3 separate regions of the Ovis aries genome follow, and regions 2 and 3 are each linked to region 1. Evidence: chromatin contacts called from public Hi-C data. All regions are on one chromosome and are shown on one strand. Each heading gives the region's core, a stretch centred on a gene start, on an enhancer-like site or on the middle of the called end of the contact. The rest is flanking DNA. Distances are from core to core; before and after follow the strand shown. Region 1 holds the start of ANKRD40 (ankyrin repeat domain 40). Region 2 holds the start of RSAD1 (radical S-adenosyl methionine domain containing 1). Region 3 holds the start of SPATA20 (spermatogenesis associated 20).

Evidence for each region. A called contact is a pair of places that touch in the nucleus more often than the background predicts.
Region 2: a Hi-C map of tail adipose tissue shows a contact between it and region 1, with 4 times the contacts expected there. The contact joins the promoter of RSAD1 here to the promoter of ANKRD40 in region 1. A contact is called at or near these places in 11 of 16 Hi-C or Micro-C datasets (blood, hypothalamus, liver and 5 more).
Region 3: a Hi-C map of liver shows a contact between it and region 1, with 4 times the contacts expected there. The contact joins the promoter of SPATA20 here to the promoter of ANKRD40 in region 1. A contact is called at or near these places in 13 of 16 Hi-C or Micro-C datasets (blood, hypothalamus, liver and 6 more).

The regions. Positions count from the first base shown.
Region 1 is chr11:35,757,513-35,761,627 of ARS-UI_Ramb_v3.0, forward strand. It overlaps ANKRD40 (ankyrin repeat domain 40), which reads left to right and starts at 2,188. Exons shown (of 5, transcript XM_012185883.4): 1 at 2,188-2,586. The coding sequence starts at 2,571.
Region 2 is chr11:35,969,740-35,973,854 of ARS-UI_Ramb_v3.0, forward strand. It overlaps RSAD1 (radical S-adenosyl methionine domain containing 1), which reads right to left and starts at 2,454. Exons shown (of 12, transcript XR_003590679.3): 1 at 2,256-2,454; 2 at 1,771-1,904; 3 at 1,461-1,665. ACSF2 (acyl-CoA synthetase family member 2) reads right to left here. Exons shown (of 15, transcript XM_060395538.1): 15 at 4,069-4,115.
Region 3 is chr11:35,907,234-35,911,348 of ARS-UI_Ramb_v3.0, forward strand. SPATA20 (spermatogenesis associated 20) reads right to left here and starts at 2,172. Exons shown (of 17, transcript XM_042255816.2): 1 at 2,061-2,172; 2 at 1,350-1,532; 3 at 923-1,102; 4 at 758-822; 5 at 420-574; 6 at 198-341; 7 at 1-115. The coding sequence starts at 1,047.

The DNA of each region.
Region 1 (4,115 bases), core at 938-3,437:
TATATAATGTTTATCACATCCTATTATTTGTCTTGTCTCCTTGGCTAGACTGCATGTTTTTTTAAATAAGGGACTCTGATTTCTTTGCAGCAAGATCTTCAGTGCCTAGAATAGTGCCTCGCAAATAATGCATGTCTGATACACCCAGGGAGTTAATTCCCTAGAGACAAGACAAAGTGTAGATACATGGAAATGAATAACTATCAGGTTGCATTCAGTTATGGCCAGGGTAAAGGTTTTGTTTGCAGAGAAAGTTTTGTTTTTTTAATGTGAGAATAACAAGCAGAATACTGGAGTTAGAGATAAGTCGAGGTTGTTTAGGGTTTTCCAGGTGGTGCTAGCGGTAAAAGAACCTACCTACCAATGCAGGAGATGGAAGAGACCTGGGTTCTATCCCTGGGTCGGCAATATCCCCTAGAGGAGGGCATGGCAACCCACCCCAGTACTCTTGTCTGGAGAATCCCATGGACAGAGGACCCTGGTGGGCTACAGTGGGTAGGGTCACAAAGAGTCAGACACAACTGAAGTGACTTGGCATGCAGGCACCCAGAGGTTTTTAAGAAAATATTTATGTTCGTTGATTCGATAGTTATTGTAGGGCACATGGGTAATTTAACAAATAAATCCTTACAAAGAGAACTCACAGATTTTGATGTGCACTCGCTACCAAGCTTTTTGAACTGCTATTAAAAAAAAAAAAAAAAAAGAGGCCACTATCTACTCCCCTGTCACTTGAATTGTACTGAAGGGCCCAATTCCAGTACTACTCTGCACATCAGTTTCAGGTGGAGTACCATGCGGAGAGTTAAAAGTTTGTATTGGGGGACAAATGAAAGTGTCACCTCAAGCAGAGTTCCAGTTCACTATAAGGTCAGTGTAAGCATGCAGTCAGTTTATATTCAAACCATCTGGTGTGCACTGTGTACTGTGTGAATGTCTGTAACACAATAAACAGATACGAGTTTTTCATAAAACAGTAGCAAGAAGAAAGGGCATCCCCGGTGGCTCAGTGGTAAAGAATCCTGACTGCCAATGCAGGAAATGCATCCCCTGGAGTAGGAAAGGCAACCCACTCCAGTATTCTTGCCTGGAAAATTCCATGGACAGGGAGTCTGGCCGGCTACAGTTCATGGGGTTGCTGAGTGACTGAGCACGCAGGCACAGCAAGAAAAGTGCTTGCTGCGCAAACCCTGGGCTGCCCCAAGAGAGGGAAATGAAAACTCCATGCCTAAATTTGTCATTTCCTATTTTATCTCTTGTGTTCAGGCCTTCCTCCTCCCCACCCCAGGGTTACTCCTTAATCCTTCCAACCCCATCTGCAAGCTTCCATCCTGTGCCACATTGGAAGATCTTGCCCAGGAACCTGGGCTCAGCAAAACAATACTCTTCTTTTTCTCCTGCTGTGTAGTAAAGCAGCGCCAGCCCAGGCTCTGAGCCTCATTAGATTGATTAGCCAGAGAGTCAGGAAGAATGCTGTTTATACTTGGACCACTTCTCTCCCTAGCTCCTGATATTAAAGACTGGGATAACTTGAAAGCCTCTTTGGTGTTCTTTTCTATTTTCCTTACATGGCCTTCACGAAGAGTAATTAATTATGATTTAAAAGCAGTAACCAAAAAAAATAAAATAAAAGCAGTAATGAATCACAGTTTATAGACTCTGAGCACAGTATAAATATTTTTCCTGAAAGCCGAATTAGAAGAAATCTCTAAAATGTGAGTAAGACAACAGCAATTGAAATAAATAATCGAACTGAATGGTCCCAAGCAGTGTCAAAAGAAAGAATCGTGTATTCTATTTCTGCAATAATGGGCATATAATAGTGGGATCGTTTTCGGCCCATTTCCCCACCCTGCTAGGCAAGAGTTGATTCAGATAAGGAAAAAGAGCCACACAAACTGGGGAAAAAACAAAACCAATTATTACTATTATTTTTGTCTGTTTTCTTAAATCAATTATTTTTGATGCGTGGTAAACAGCCTGCTCCAGAGGATTAGGCCTTCCTGGCTCTCAAATACGCATTCTTCCCTTCCCTCGTTTCTGTCCTCCTCTCCAGAAACTGCCGGGTGGGGAGGTCTAAAAATAGTTGGTGAATCACGGCAGATAATATTGTGCAGCAGTTACATAAACAGCCCGCCCTCGCGCGCGCGGAGGGTAGGAACGGAAAATATCTGGGTCAGGGTTGTCACTCTGAATAGGTTCCCCCAGAGCCGGCCTGTGGGAGGCGCGGCCGGGAGGAGGTTTAGGCCCGCGGGCCGGGAGCAGCAGGGGAGCAGCGGGCGTGCCAAGAAGGGGGAACGGAGGCCCCTGGCTCGGCACGGGCTGCAGCGCGAGCGGGGCAGCTGTACCCCGCGCGGCCTCTCCATGGCGGGGAGTGGTCCGCGGCGGCGGCGGCGCTGACCGGCCGGGGCTGGGCGGGCGTGCCCTAGCGGGGGCCTGGGGCCAAAGAAAGATGAGCGCTCTCCTCGAGCAGAAGGAGCAGCAGGAGAGGCTGCGGGAGGCCGCGGCCTTGGGGGACATTCGGGAGGTGCGGAAACTGGTGGAGAGCGGGGTGGATGTGAACTCCCAAAATGAGGTCAACGGCTGGTAAGTGGGGAGCGGGGGAGGCCTAGGGTCAGAGCATCCAGCCCGGGACGCGACCTCGGCCTAGCGCAGTCCCGGAAGCCCGCTAAGGCGTGGCCCGGCACCCAGAGCCAACGAGGTTGTGCGCTCTGGAGGCTAGCACTGGCCCCCCTGCCTCGGAGAGTCTGCGGCGAGTCATGCCCAAATCCCGGCCCACGTGGTCCTGCGCCGGCAGCGCCCACCCGAACGCTGGCGCCCCGTGCCCCGCCGACCCCACCCCCACCCCCACCCCCATAACGTGTGCCAAAAGGTGCTGATTACTCTCACGCTCATTCGGAGCTCACCCAAGTTCGAGTTCGGAATTACTCTGAAGAACACATCTGTGCAGAGCAAAAAGCATAAACAGTTGAGCAAACGTGGATCTTGTAAACTAGCACGATTTCTTTTCCCAAGACTAGGGAAAATAAATCACTTGCATTGCTATTCTGCTTTTCTGTTGCCTTACTGCAGCAGTGATTTGCTGCTACCTACAGCTGCCTGTGGCAGGAAGACTCATTCATTAATCCTACATAATGTTTTGCTTTGTTTTCTTAAGACAGTTTGAAATATGAGACTTTATCCAAGACTTCAGATGCCTGCCAGTGATTGAGTCCTTCCCAACTAAATAAGGAGTCACATTTTAAGAAGTGCCGGTGGTCAATTTTTTTGTATTAAGTTACTGAATGTGGTGTTATTCCGCTCTCTTCACATTTAAATTTTTTTATTTGATCCAAGTAATGCTAATCAGGCTATTTGCTAGCTGAGAATTAAAGTGAGTTTGCAAATGTTTTATTTTTTAAAGTGGAATCATACAGTTTAAAACTAAAGGGAACATTGGAGATAGGTTCAATCCCAGAGATTAACCTGCCCTAGGTCACACAACTATTAATAGCCAGGACCAGAATCAGTTTCCTTACTTCCTCACAAGTTTATCTGCCAACTTACCCCAAAGAAAACAGCCTGGGTAACTGTTCAGAAAGCCAGGAAACAGTAGAAACTGCATTTTTGTTTTATTTTGTTTAAGTGTTTACAAACTAGCTTGCTTTTCTGTGTGTGTGATTTCTAGCATTTCTGTGTGGTTCACAAGCTGTGAATCACTGTTTTGGCACTGGGAGGCAGTGTTGTGTAGAACAAGCCTGGACTTGAGTGCTGGCTCTTCTCCATTCCTGCTTAGCAATATGACCTTGCCAGAGTCACTTCATTTTCTAGTTATTTCAGAAGAGTTGTGAGCATTTAAGGAAATGCAGCATAATATAAATAGGTAACATTTCCTGAGCTTGCTCTGTAGTGCAAACAAGGTTCCAAATGTATTATTTATGTGTATCATCTCATTCACAGCGGCTCAGGGACAGAGCTATTATCCTCTTGTTTTACAGATAGGAAAACTGAATAAGTAGTTTCCCTAAGAATTTACAGTAACTAATGGAGCTGGGAATGAAACCCAGCATCTGCCTCCAAACCATGCTTTCTTTTTTTTTTTTTTAATTGAAGAAGAATTGCTTTACAATATTGTG
Region 2 (4,115 bases), core at 1,204-3,703, 210 kb after region 1:
TCTAAATGTAAAAAACATTTCTTAAGAATAAGGACATTCCCTTACACAGCCACAATCTAATTACAGAGTTCAGGAAATGTAACATGGACACAATCCCCTTATCTAACACACAATCTTATTCAAAGTTGGCCAATTGTCCCTAAACGTCTGTTGTAGTGATTTCCTCGTCCCACCCCAATTCAGTATTCAATCAGGGGTCACACATGCATGCAGCTGTCACTGTCTCTTTAGTCTCCTTTAGTTGAGATCCTCATCCTGCCTTTGTCATTTATGATACTGACATTTTTGAACAGTACAGGTCAGTTGTTTTAAAAACTGCCTCTTAGGGAATTCCCTGGCAGTCCAGCGGTTAGGACTTGGCGTTTTCACTGACAGGGGCCCAGGTTCAAAATCCCTGGTCAGAAAACTAAGACTCCACAAACTACACATTGTGGCCAAACCCCACCCCCTCCAAAATCTCTTAATTAGTCCTAGAGATCTCCTGTACATCACTGTGTTTATAGTCAGCAACACTGTACTGTACATTAAAAAGTTAACAGGGTAGATCGATCTCATGTTATCTGTTCTTATCCATACGTGTACAAAGTCTCTTAGGTGTCCTGATGTTTTCTCACAATTAGATTCAAGATATGTAAGTATTTGGAGGCCAGAAGAAATGGTGTGTCCCTTTCAATATGTCCCATAATGAAAAAGCCCTGACCCCAAACTCTTTGGTAAGTGGTACACGTACTTGAAATGGGTGTGTGTGGAGTCGGGGTGGGGATACTGGCTATAGAAATACCAAGGGCCAACCTGAGAGGAACACATTTCTCTCCCCACTTAAAACCCTTCAGTGACTCCCTTGTCACCACTAGGCAAAATTGCAAGTTTCCTAGTCTGGTGCTGAAGACTTCTGGGCCCCAGCTTGCAACTTTGTCCCCAGCCTCTCCAGTCACGAGGAATGGCTCAAAGGTCCTCCCAAACAGGCAAGCTCTTCCAAATCCGGTCTTTCCCCCTCAACACCCTCCTCTGATGGACTCCTCTTCCTTATTCAATCACCTTCTTCAGGAAGGTTTCCATGATTTTGTCAGACTGACATGCCCTTCAGGCCATACTCTTGAAAGCCTTTTGTAGAGACCCCATTCACAAGCAGACTTTATCATGCTGCAATGATCTGACCACCTGTCTGCCTCCTTCTGTGTCTCCAGTCAGGTAGTAAATCTTTCAAGCATCTACTATGTGCCAGGAATTGTAGTGGCTGCTTGTAATACCGGGATGAACAAAAAGGCACGCATGATCCCTGCCTATTAGGGCTTGTAGTCTAGCATTCAAACAGACAAGTAGGTGTCATCACACACTTTTCAGTGCCTACAGGGCCCTGGCACAAAGGAGGAGCTCCACAAATATTTGCCCTATGAATGAATGTGACTGGATGAGAGACATCCTGGATGTCCCAGGATAATGTGGGTGAGATGGGTTACCTGGAGGCCAATGGACAGCCTGTTGACTCCTGCTGCCCCAAATGCTGCCAGCCTGGAGCCTGAGGCCGAAGTGGGGTTGGCCTCCAGTGTGACTTCAGAGTCTGCAGGCAGGTGAGTTGCCTGGGCCACTGCCTCCAGGACAGCTGCCACAGTATGGGGGCTGGCCAGACTGGGGGTACCCCCACCAAAGAACACAGACTCCACTCTAGGGAAAGAGAATGGAGATGAAGACATGGCGGAGCCCTCCAGGATGCCTGCAACCTGTTCCGCTGCCCTACACAATTCCCAAGACCCTGCCCCCAGTACCCACCGTCGCACTCCGCTGAGTCTCAGCAGCGTCTGAGCCTCGGTCACCAGACAGCGCCTCAGAGCAGCCTCGTCCACACCACAGGGGATGTACTTGTTGAAGTTGCAGTAACTACAGCGCTTCTCGCAGTAGGGCCACTGGGGGTAGGGGGCATGTGAACCGGATGAGAGGTGACCCTGGGCTGCCCCGGCCATTTCCAGGGTTCAGTCGCACACACCCCCATCCTGATTCCGCGGTCCGTCAACCTCTTAGCCACACAACTCTCCAAGGGGATTAGTAAGCCCACTTCAGTAGGAGAAAACTGAGGTTCAGAAGGGAAATCACTTGCCAAGGTCAACGAGATTGTGCACACCAGAGACTTCAGTTCTCCGGGCCAAGACCTTTCCCCGCCAGGGAACAGGTCCCAGACCTCGTCTCGGGCCGGTGAAGGACGGCAGGCGGGCCCGCGGCCCTGCGCTCCCGCCACCCCGCCTCCCCTCCCCACTCACGTGGACGTAAAGCGCGGCGCGCCGGCTCCCGGGCGCAGGGCTCTGGGTGTTGGGTCCTCCCGCGTCCTCCGCGCGGCGGCGCCTCTGAGCCATCTTGGCGGCCTTCACCCAGCCGCGGGCCTGGGACCGCGGGAGGGCCATGGCGCCCGCTTGGCTGAGCGGCCCGTCGCGCGGGTCAGGACGCGAGCCCGAGAAGCCCGGGGTAGGGCTTACGGTGCGCGCAGAGCCGGGCGGGGCGGGGGTGGGGGTAGCGGAGCGGCCGCCCCGGCGGAGGGACTGGGGCTGCGTGGCCGCGCCCTTTGTCGGAGCACCGCGCTAAGGGCTCGGGGGCGTAGCGCCACCTGCTGGGCACCGACGCCCTCACCGCAGCCGCCCTGCCGTCCTTTCTCTGGCGGCTGGAGGTGTAGTGGGGCAGCTCCGCACTTGTTGGCACCACATCGCGAGCGAGTTCCTGGATCGATCCAGGACCTGTTAGTTCGTTCAGTAGGTTTCTTCACGTTTTATGTGCCTGGCTCAGAGTTTCGGCGCCGAGGACATCCAGATGCATAAGATTAGGGCGAAGTGCAGGTACACGAGACAGAGGAGACGTAAACCAACAAGCGACAACAGGCAACCGATTTAATTCAGCACCTCCTGGACGCCAGGCCAGTGTGCTTCGTGCTGTGAGGTTGGTCTGTTACAAGGGCTGTGGAATCAGTGGGGGAGGAGAGGGCACTTGGACTGAAGGCTGCAGGGGCAGAAAATCCCTGCTTGGTCAGGAGCGTAGGCTGTCACCAGGGTTGGGCCAACCCCAGGCATCTGCTGTGAGGAGAGTCAGAGATGATGTATGTGGGACAGATAGGGTTCAGAAGAAGGGCTGGACAATCAGACACCCGAAGAACTGTCCCAGGAAGTGGAAAGACCATGGGCTTTGGAATCAGGCAGCTGGGTTCTAATTCCAGCTGTGTAAATTTGGGCAAGACACTGAACTTACTGAGTTTTCAGTTTCAGCCTTTGTGAAGTGGGGCTAATGCCTGCTTGACTGTGTTCTTGGGAAGATTTCAACAGGAAATGTTGGATGTATCTGGATATGGATGTGTCTGTATGTATACAGTGACTGGCACTCTAAACACCCTAAATTTATGTTCATTTTCTGAAAAGCAAAGATGAGGCTGCTGCTGCTGCTGGGAGCAAACAATGGGAGATAAGGCTTGCAAGCAGAAGGAACTTTTCCTTCTGTCTCTGAACTAGAAATCGATGTGCTTAGCTGTTTTTTATTTCTTGGCTCAAGCTACAGCTTGCTTTATCCTGCTTTAACTGCCCATTAAGGAAGCCCTGGTTTCACTGACTAAGAAAAAAGATAAAAATTGGTTTGGTTGGGAGGGATGGGGGGGCAGGGGGGTGTAGAATGATAGTTAAAGGGTATAGAGTTTATTTTTAAGAGGTGATGAACATTTTTTATGTTGACTTTGTAGATCAGTGCACATATCCGTGAATATACTAAAACCATTGAATGTAACACTTTAAATGGGTGAATTGGGTAGTAGGTGAATTATAACTCAATAAAGCTATTTAAAAAATACTTCTTGCTGCACTAATCTGGCAACAATGTGAAAAAGAAATGTGTGCTGATATCTAATTGTGTTAGATTAGATAACACCCTAATTGTGTTGATATCTCAAAGGGATGAGCGAGGATTAAATGAAGTAGATAATGCACACCAAAGTGCTTAGCACCATTGTTGACAAGGAATAGGAGTTTTAAAGTGCTTTGGGTCTCTTCCCTTCTCCATCCTGTAGCAGCTGCAAAGAGAGCACACCAGCAAGAGACCAGCCAAAGTAAACAGAGAAGCTCTTTATGCCAGATCACAGAGCAGACGTG
Region 3 (4,115 bases), core at 922-3,421, 150 kb after region 1:
GCTGGCGGTCACCCATGCTGATCGCCGACCGAGCCAGCAGAGCCGTGGTGACCCGCTGACTGTTCTCTAGCAGGGTGCTCTTGTTCTGTTTCCACTGCGGGAGGCAGGGGCAGACCTGGAGGTCAGCATGGGGTGAGGGCCCCTTGCTTCCCTCACCCTTGACCCCTGGCCCCCTCTATTCCCCAGTGCCTACCCACCTGGTCCCGTATCCTCATCAACACCGTGCGGAAGCCAACTCGGGTCAAGCCATCCTCAGGGGGAAAGTAGGTGCCCCCCACAAAGGGCTGTAGGTTGGGAGTCAACCACACACTCATGGGCCAGCCCCCACCACTGCTGGTGGCCTGGCAGAGAGAGGGCAAGGGTGAGGGGAGCAGCCCCATGTACACGGGCAACCACCCAACCAAGGGAAGACCACTCACCTGCACAAAGGTCATATACACCTTGTCCACGTCAGGCCGCTCCTCCCGGTCCACCTTCACGCTGACAAAGTCCTCACTGAGCAGGCGGCCAATCTCCTCATTCTGGAAGGACTCCTCTTCCATCATGTGGCACCAGTGGCAGGTGGAGTACCCCACTGGAATAGGGCCATGGGGGCCCGGGAGGACCAGTGGCTGGTCAGAGAGGGGCAGCCGAAGGACTCCAGCTGGGCCTATGATGCCCTAGCATCTAGTTTCCTGGAAGGCCCCAGGCCCAAAAGAGCCATCCCCTATCTACCACCACTCCCCTGCACCCATCCCTGGAATGGTGGATGCAGTACCTGAAAGAAAAATTGGCTTGTTTTCTTTCTTGGCCTTGTCGAAGGCTTCCTGTCCCCAGGGGTACCTAAGGCCAGTAGAGTGGGGCATCACTCACTAGCTCCGGAGGGGGCCAGTAAGAAGATTGAGGATCTAGCTGCCCAGGAGGGCATCAGGAGAGGACTCACCAGTCCACAGGGTTGTAGGCATGTTGCAGGAGGTATGGTGACTTCTCATTGATCAGGCGGTTGGGGACCTTCGGGGGCGTGGACTGAGAGCAGTTAGTCCGGCTCCCCTTCCCTCCAGCAGGCATGGACACTGAACTACTGACCGTCACACTTCGGTCCTTGTCCCGGGAGGAGCTACCCCTGGTGTAGGCAGGTAGGTCAGGCAAGTCAGACCAGGAGTCTCCACTGCTTCCACCTACACCCAGCCCAGAGGCCCACCTGACCACCGTGGAACTCTCCCAGAACCCCCTGCTCCCAGCCCAACCCACCTTTCTGAACCACGGGGGAGACCGTGGCCTTTGTGCTCCCCCTTGTGTTTTTGGGGGGGTGAAGAAAGGTGGTTCATTGGGGGCTCCCTGCCAGGTTAGTCTCCCCCAACCTCTCTGACCTGGTGGTGGGAACGATGATGACTGTGAAGTCAGGGCGAGTCACAATGGATGGAATGGTCCTTCAGGCTCCATTCTCTCCCCTCACCGGGCCCCACCCAGGGTGACTGTGCTGGAGGTATTTCTGGCATGCCTGCCTGGGTATATGATCTGGGCAGGAAGGCTGCTGGCTGCTGTGTGTAGGACTGGGCCAGATGAGGGGCAAGGAGAAGAAATTCATTTGGCATCAGGGACTCCCTCACTCAACATCCATCCAGTGGGCACTTCTGGGGGGCCAGGTCCTGTGCCAGACCCCCATGACCCTCAAAGAATCAGTAGCTGGCTCTGATCTCAGGGAGCTCAGCCTGGGAGGGCAGCATGGGCGGGGCAGGCCTAAGTAATGACAAGCCCTTGCAGCATCGAGGGCTGTGACAAGCCAGCCCAGGGTGCTGTTGGACAAGGACCCTTGGCCCAGCACTGGGGTTCAAGGAAGGCTTCCTGGAGATGGTGTCAGAACAGAGTTCCTGGGGCAAGCGAGCCCTGCAGCTGGAGGGGAGGGAGGGAGGAGAGGATTACTGTCTGAGCCCGGTCGGAGGAGCTGGCCCTAGTCTTGGGGGAAGGCAGGCATGGGGTGGGGAGGTGACCGGGCAGGCACAGGGGACCAGCGCCAGGACAACTGACCGCAGGGCTCCGCAGGCACCGGCTGCTGAAGCGTGCTCCTCTGCCGCCCGTACCTGTAGCTCAAGGCGAGGACTGGCCCGGCCCCGGGCAGCAGGAAGCCGCGGCACCGGCACCGTAAGGCCCGCGCGCCCAGCATGGCGGCTGGTGGCGGTCGGCCCGGACGCTGCGGACAGGAAGGGAGGGCGGGAGGGAAGCTGCGACGGGCAGGCCCAGGCACCGAACCGGCCGCGGGAGTGTCTTCGCCGAAAAGGCCGGCAGCAGGCTGGTCTCTGAGCGCCGCTCGGTGGCCGATCACGGGACTGCAGACCGTATACTCGGGGCTTAGGCGGACACTGCTGCTGCTAAGTCGCTTCAGTCGTGTCCGACTCTGTGCGACCCCATAGACGGCAGCGCCTAGGAGGACACAGGTCTGTGCAAAAAACTGGGTGGACTCGATAGGACATAAATCAGGGCCTGCGGGGAGGTAACCCTCTTACGGAGAATATGGAGGCTGTGAGGATGCCAGGGCCTTGGAAAGCCAGAGCCTCCGGTCATTTTGTCCCAACTTTGTCCGTTTTACAAAGGAGAAATGAGGTGAGAGGCAAAAGGTGTGCCTTTTCCAGGCCATCCAAACTGGGAGCTTCGCCTTTGCTCTGCCCCCTCACCTGAAGGTCCTGCTCAAACCCCACCCCCTCAGGAAGCCTTCCCTGAATAATAATACTGAACCAACTTTCAGGTGTTATCAGGTATTTTATGAGTCTCATTTACTACCCTTAGTCAACATTTATTGAGTGCCCATGAGACACTCTGCTAGGTACAACAGTGGGCAGAGAGAGACCAAGCCATCCCATCCTTGTGTTACTCACAGTCTGATGAGCAAGGCAAAAACTAATCCAACAGCTATACAGATTAATGTACAACCACCCACTGTGAGACGTGCCATGACTAGGTATCACAAGGAAACTGGTCTGGTGGGAGAGAGGAGGGGGAGGGCCTTCCTAAGGAAATCACATTTGTGTAGCAGCCTTCGAAGAACAAGAGGATGCAATCTGGAAAGGGCTTGGGGGACTTGCTGGGGAAGCAGGGGAACAGATGTGCAAAGGCCCTGTGGCAGAGCAGTGAGGCAGGGCTGAGGTGCTGCAGAAGCCAGCACAGAGAGGCGCCGATGAGGTGGTGACGTAGACAGGGAGGAGGGCAGGGGCCAGGTTTTGAACTGTGAGCAGGAGTTTGGTTACTGATGAGAGCAGAAGAAAGCTGTGGAAGGGCTTTAGTCGAGGGAGTGACCTTGCATTTTGGAGAGGTCCCTCCAGCTTTCTGGTGGTGAATGGACTGTAAAGAGGCACGAGTGGAAGCAGAAGGGTTCAAAGGCCATAGCAGGACCCAGAGGAGAGCTCTGGGAGGTCTGCACTATGCCAAGGTAGAGATGGAGGGAAGGTGGTAGACTTGAGGTCAGCAGAAAAGGAAACATCATCAGGATTGCCTATTGGGGGCGGTGTCAAGAGTGAAGTGCAGAATGGGGCTGGTACTGAGAAGGAAGGGGGGCACTGGGAGAGGGTCAGGTTGGGGGCTCAAGAGGTCCTGTTTGGATGTGTTGGTTTGAGATGACCTTGAGATGTATGTGTGAAGATGACAGGCTCAGGAATGCAGAGGAGGAGTTGGTGGGAACGAGGAAGCAGAGTGGGTGTTCAGTGCAGAGACGGTGTGGGCACAGAAGAGATCACCCAGGGTGACCGCAGGGAGAGGCTCGGGCTCATACTTGGCCTTGACGAACTCAAGACACAGAGGGTCTTGGGAAAACCAGGAGAGGGTGTTGTCTCAAAGGGACAGAGTGGCAGGGAGGGAGAGTCAGACTTCAGAGAAGCTGACTGGGATGGGACCAAAAAAGGTCCAGTAGCTTCAGCAACATGGAAGCCATTGGTGGACATAGCAGATGTGTTCCAGGAGGTGAGGCTGACAGGAGCGGGCTCAGGAGGGAGGGGAAAGAGGACATAGAGATGATGGGCACTTGATGTGAGGGGAGAGATGGAAAGACACTCTCAAGAGGGATGAGATTAATTATGACAAATACCATGGGAAGGATTCAGTTGAGAGAAAGCTTTTGATGACCTGGAGGAGAGAGATCGCTGAGA